2 separate regions of the Ovis aries genome follow, and region 2 is linked to region 1. The links are chromatin contacts, called in public Hi-C maps. All regions are on one chromosome and are shown on one strand. The core of a region is the stretch at or near the end of the contact, and the rest is flanking DNA. Distances in the headings are between cores, read along the strand shown. Region 1 holds the start of RND3 (Rho family GTPase 3). Region 2 has its middle 50 kb from the start of TRNAF-GAA.

Region 1 (2,700 bases), core at 178-2,677:
GTTAGATCCTGGAGGGGCGCTCGCATCCTAGAGCCAGTTGATACCGACAAGGCGCACACATCCCCCCTAACATTTAGCTACCCTGGCCACCCCGAGAGGACTCGGGCACAGCTCCGCGGGCCAACCGCTCCCCGGACACCCGGCTACAAGCATTTTACATCCCGGGGTGACCCTTCGGGCACGGAGCTTCCTTTTCTTCCCACAGCTATTGCCCGACCCAATATCGTCCCCCCACCCCCATTCAGAAGGGGCAAAATTTTCATATATCAGGGAATCCCTCGTAAGAAGCAAAGTTAACGGAGGAACGCAGAACGGGCGCTGGCGGGTGCCGAGAGCGTGCCAGAAACGCGGGGCCCGGAGACCCTTTGCGCACCCCCTGAACGCCTGGAAACCCGCCCGAGCGCCACGCGGTCAGATGACTCTCTTACCCGAAGTGTCCCATAGGCTCAACTCTATTCTTTGTGTGTCGATTTCAAAACTGGCCGTGTAATTCTCAAACACTGTAGGGACGTAATTCTGGATAAAATGGACAGAAGTAAAGAGGGCAAAGAGGTTATCTTAAAATGCACGACAGCTGCAGAACACCCTCTGAAAATAGTCTCTTTACTCTCCCATTAAAAAACGAAGACCCCCCCCCCCTCAAATCCACACGCACCACATCTCACACTAAACACGCAGATCCTTTCCGAAAGCCCTAAGTTCCCTCTCACCCCACCCGGATTCTCCAAAAGTGGAGGATCCGAATCTCCCAATCCCAGATTCTGCACACATGACCGAACAAGTTTCAGAAGCTAACAGGAAAATGTGCAAGCGCATCCCAACCCCTCCACGCTTCCACCCCACTTTTCCTTTCCTGACAACTAACCGGGGCGAAAGTAATAAGCAGTGAGAAAGACGGCTGAAAAAAAAAAAGAAAGAAAGAAAGAGAGAGAGAGAGAACCGGGTGAAGGGTGAAAGCCAGGGAAACCCACCTCGAGACGGGGATCCCTTCCCCGCCGCCCGCCCGCAGCCCCCAGCCGGCCACACTCACTTCGGGGAAGCAGTCTTTGGCGAAGACGTGGAGTAGCGCGGTTTTCCCACACTGACTGTCTCCCACCACTACTATCTTGCATTTCACGTTCTGATTAGGATCCATGATAGATTTACTGGATAATTTCTGGCTGGCTCTTCTCTCCTTCATTGATCTTGTCTTATTTTCTCTTGAAACAGGAATTTTCACTTAAGAGGAAAAAAAAAAAAATATATATATATGTATATTTCTTTCTCTATTAAAAAGCAGATATAAAAATAAACCGCAAGGGTGGTGGGAACCCCTGAGGCGCCGCGCGGATGAGGAGAGCTAGAGGAGCAGGCTCGTTACTCTCCTCCAACAAGTTTTATGCCTGACTCCAAAGGCGCTTCCCAAGTCCAATTCCGATCCGACTGCTTTGTTTCACGCTCTCTGCGCGGCTTTATACGCCCGGCCTTCCAATCCTCTTTCTCAATGAGAGAAGGAAACTGATCCGCCTCCTCCCCTTTTATGGAACCTGGGAGACAGCGCCGTCTAGTTACTTGCAGAAAATGTAGACAGTGCGCCCTCTAGGGTGATCATGCGGGAACGATTTCCAGCCCAAAGCTCGGCGACGACTAGAGGACCCCAGTGACGCTGTGCTGAAGATTGGGACTGTACAAGTCCAGGAAGAAGTGGGGAATGGAATTGTCTGTGCATATTGATTTTTATTAGAATTTCTGGATAAACGTTTTCATGGGGGCTGCTCTACGGAAGCTTCGTGAGCATTTATGAAAACAAAAGCATTTCTTACCCAAAACATCGTTATGAAACACGGAAAGCAAATCTTGGGTGGGGAAGGGTTAAGTGCTTGTATTTTCTTAGGAAATGTTTTGCATCAGGTATTTAGGCCACGGAACAATAGCTAAGCCAGGTTGTTTGAGATGCCGGAACTGGCTTGCTGGGGTCACAGCAACAGACTGGCTTTGGAAACCTCTGTTTCAGTGACTCAGGAGGAGAGGGAAAGGTTTGGAAGAGAGGGGAGGGGAGGTTTGTGAGTAGAAGAAAAAAAAAGTGGAAGATGATCATAGCTGAGTAACAAAAGCCATTGGAAAACTCAATCCTACTACACTAGGGACCTAAGCATGCAAGGTTAGCGGTTGCCCCTGTTTCAGTGAGAAGAGGGGATAGGAGGGATTCTGACCCTGCCCTTTAATTCCTTTATAAGCAGTCTCCCCTTCCTTAAAACCAAAGCACCCTTGACTGGCCCGGAAAATGTGTATATGCTTAGCTGAAAAATGCAGGTACAACCCACCACTCCCTTTCCACTGCCTCAACATCCACCCCCACCCCCACCTGAAAGTCTGAGAGGACTAAAAATAGCCATATATTTGTTCTCTCTTCCCTCTAAAAGTCCTTCTTTACTCATCATTTCCTGTGCTCCAAGTGATCAGAAGGTTTCACCTATTTTTACAATTTTTTAATTGAGGTATAGCTGATTTAGAATATCATATAAATTTCAGGTGTACAACATAAAGATTCACAATTTTTGAAGATTACGCACCATTTATAGTTATTATAAAATATTGACTATCTTCCCTGTGCTGTACAATGTATTCTTGTAGCTTATTCAGTTTATACATAGTTGCTGGTATCTCTTAATGCTCTAACCCTTTCTTGCTCCTCCCAATTCCCTCTTCCCACTGGTAACC
Region 2 (2,700 bases), core at 67-2,566, 630 kb before region 1:
AAATCAATTACGAAAGAAAGATACTTGTTCTAGAATTGAAGGAGGTCATGGTATGTATAATTGTTGTTCTTTTAAACTGCATTTAACTGATTGTCACAAAGTGGGCATGTCTCTCTTAATAATCCATTATGCTATCAGTAAGACAGTTCTAACTTGCCCAGTATTCTTGGAATCAAAATAAGAATACTGGAGAGAAATGGAAACCAGGTAATTAATTCATGGACTTCCAACCTGAGTTATTTGGCAAGTACCACTTTTTTGTCTCAAGTTCTCAACTGAGCATAATCCTAAAAGAGGAAAAAAGAAAAGTTTGCTAAAGAGGCATGACCCATGGAAGCTTCATAGAAAATGCAGCTAACTCATACAGAGCCTGCTAATGGCAGTCTGAAGCACATCTTTTGTCTGGAAGTCTGTGTGCATTTTTCTGTGTGGTCGCGAATAAGCACCAAGGTCTACATGACCATTATTGATTAACTATATATTTCCCCCACTCAGGTTGTAACGAATAATCATAATTAGAAGTACTCCAATGCCCTGAGATGTCTACTGCTTCTGAGATAAATCTTCATCAGATTCTGCATGTCACTGATAAAATCCACTCAGCCCCAAAGCTTTATTAACTGCTGTAAGACTCCAGCAGCTCCTTTATACGTTAGACACTTCTCCGACTGTACCTTTAGCTGACAGCATAAACGTTCATTTTACTGTCACATCAATTGATCTTAGCTAATTAGGAGCATTTTAGGGGCCTTAATTTGATAAGGATGTGTGAATGCGTTTTCCCCTGCAGCAGGTTTGCTGTTTGCTGGGGTATTAGGGGAGTGTTAATCAGGCGCAGTTCTTCTGTCGGGTTGATAGTTTTTAAGCAACATCCACCAAACGGAAACTCACACGGTCAGGGCAGAAGCTGGGATTGTGGCCGCTGGTGTGATTTGTCAGCTCGGGTTAGTTACCTCTGGAATCGGAACCTGACAGGTGAACGTGCTGTGTACCCTTCCAGCACCAAATCTGACTTTTCCTTCAGCAAGTGTTCCTTACGGTGGAGGTCTTCCTCTCGGCATTTCAGAGCCTCTCTGGAGGAGGCTTGCTCTCTTCAGTCACTATCATTCTCTCGCAGCCCTACAGTACCCAGTTTGGTGTTCATCCCGGCCCTTCTTAGTTTTAAAAGCCAAAAGCACAGCTTTTGAAAATTCCCTGGCTCTGAAGTACGTGCAGAAAATCTTTTGAACAGTTTGGGTCCTGGGATTTCTTTGTTCAGTCTCTTCTGCTGAAGGCAAAGCGGGGCTGGCTGGCTGGCTTTGGGTCAGCCAGGAGCAGTGAAGCAAAGGGAAACAAACAACAGAGCAGCTGAAATTCCTGCTTGGAGCTTGTTTGTAGATGGAGCTCATACAGTGTCTTTTGTTTATTTGTGAGACTTTACTTAGGGAATGCATAAAAGGGAACTTGAAGTAAGTAACCGCTTAAGAAACTGAGGAAAAGGGATGTCTGATAACAGCATTTTCAATTTTAAGGCTGAGAGAAATGCTCATTTATATACTGAGAGTTTTTCTGCAAGGATACAGTTGCTTTCTAAGGCATATACATTGTGTTCCCTTTGTTTCTCTTGTAGCTTTACACTAACCATTTACACATTTGTCTTCCATCCTGCTTGTGATCAATCTATAAATAATAAGATCAAATAAAACAATCTCTGAATGTGCTCCAGTAATGACCATTTGATTCTGCAAATCAAACCTTGAATGTTAGCCTCATTACCAAAAGACCAGTTGAATTATTAAAACCTTCATTGAAAACACCTGCTGTTATCTGCTGTTTATAACTATCTTTGAGTCCAGGACTATATGTGCCTAAAATAAATGGAGGAAGGAAGCCCTTAAGAGAGTGCCTGGCTTTCTGAAAAAAAATCTTGATAAAGTGGAAAAAATATCATATTTGGAGACTCCATCCATCTGTTGGTTATACACTTGTTCACATGGTCTTTGTGACTTGTCTTCTATGTAAGATGATAATGCCTATCTTCTGACATACTTAACAGTATTTTTTTTTCCTTTTGTCATCCTGTTTGTCCTGATCCTTTTTACTTTTGAAAGTCACAACCATTTAGCAACAGCTGGCAAATAATAAATATTTGTTTATGTGCCTATTATCTGCTATCCCCCATTAATATGAGCTCCATGAGGATGGGGCCTCACTATGTGTGTCATTCACCCCCGTGTCCCTATCGCCTGGCATGTAGCAGACATTCAGTAAACATTTGTTGTACAACTTAATGCAATATCAGCTATTATGGCACCTAATGTTAATATTCTAATTTTTTGGTTGGTAGTTAACATTTACTAGCTAAAATCCAACATAAACACAAATTACATTAAAAAAAAGCTGTATTTATATTTGTATTTGAAGTAAGGCTGAAAAAGAATTATGCAAACTTCCATCTGAAGAACACAGGAAAGTGCAAATTTAAACCAAAGAAAGGAAAAGAAGGAAATTCTAAAAATAAGGTCAGAAATCAGTGAAAAAGGAAACAAACTTAAAACAGAGAAAAATCAGCAAACCAAATTTGATTTATTGAAAGTACCTAATAAAAGCAATAAATCTTTAACAAAACTGACCCAAAGGAAAAAATATTACCAATGTTAGAGATTAGAAAGATGGTTAATAATATAGATACTAAAATATTTAGAAAGGCAATATTGAGAA

What was found. A called contact is a pair of places that touch in the nucleus more often than the background predicts.
Region 2: a contact with region 1 is called in a Hi-C map of hypothalamus, with 7 times the contacts expected there. The contact joins the enhancer-like site here to the promoter of RND3 in region 1. A contact is called at or near these places in 3 of 16 Hi-C or Micro-C datasets (hypothalamus, liver and tail adipose tissue).

What each region holds. Positions count from the first base shown.
Region 1 is chr2:159,060,219-159,062,918 of ARS-UI_Ramb_v3.0, reverse strand. RND3 (Rho family GTPase 3) reads right to left here and starts at 1,427. Exons shown (of 5, transcript XM_004004709.6): 1 at 1,031-1,427; 2 at 429-516. The coding sequence starts at 1,180.
Region 2 is chr2:159,687,032-159,689,731 of ARS-UI_Ramb_v3.0, reverse strand. No RefSeq gene overlaps it. Among named protein-coding and RNA genes, the nearest start is that of TRNAF-GAA, 50 kb to the left of the region's middle. Within about 2 kb of position 1,316, at least 4 of the 54 cell types and tissues checked have an H3K27ac peak or open chromatin away from gene starts, as enhancers often do. A contact at or near this core is called in hypothalamus, where this site is marked.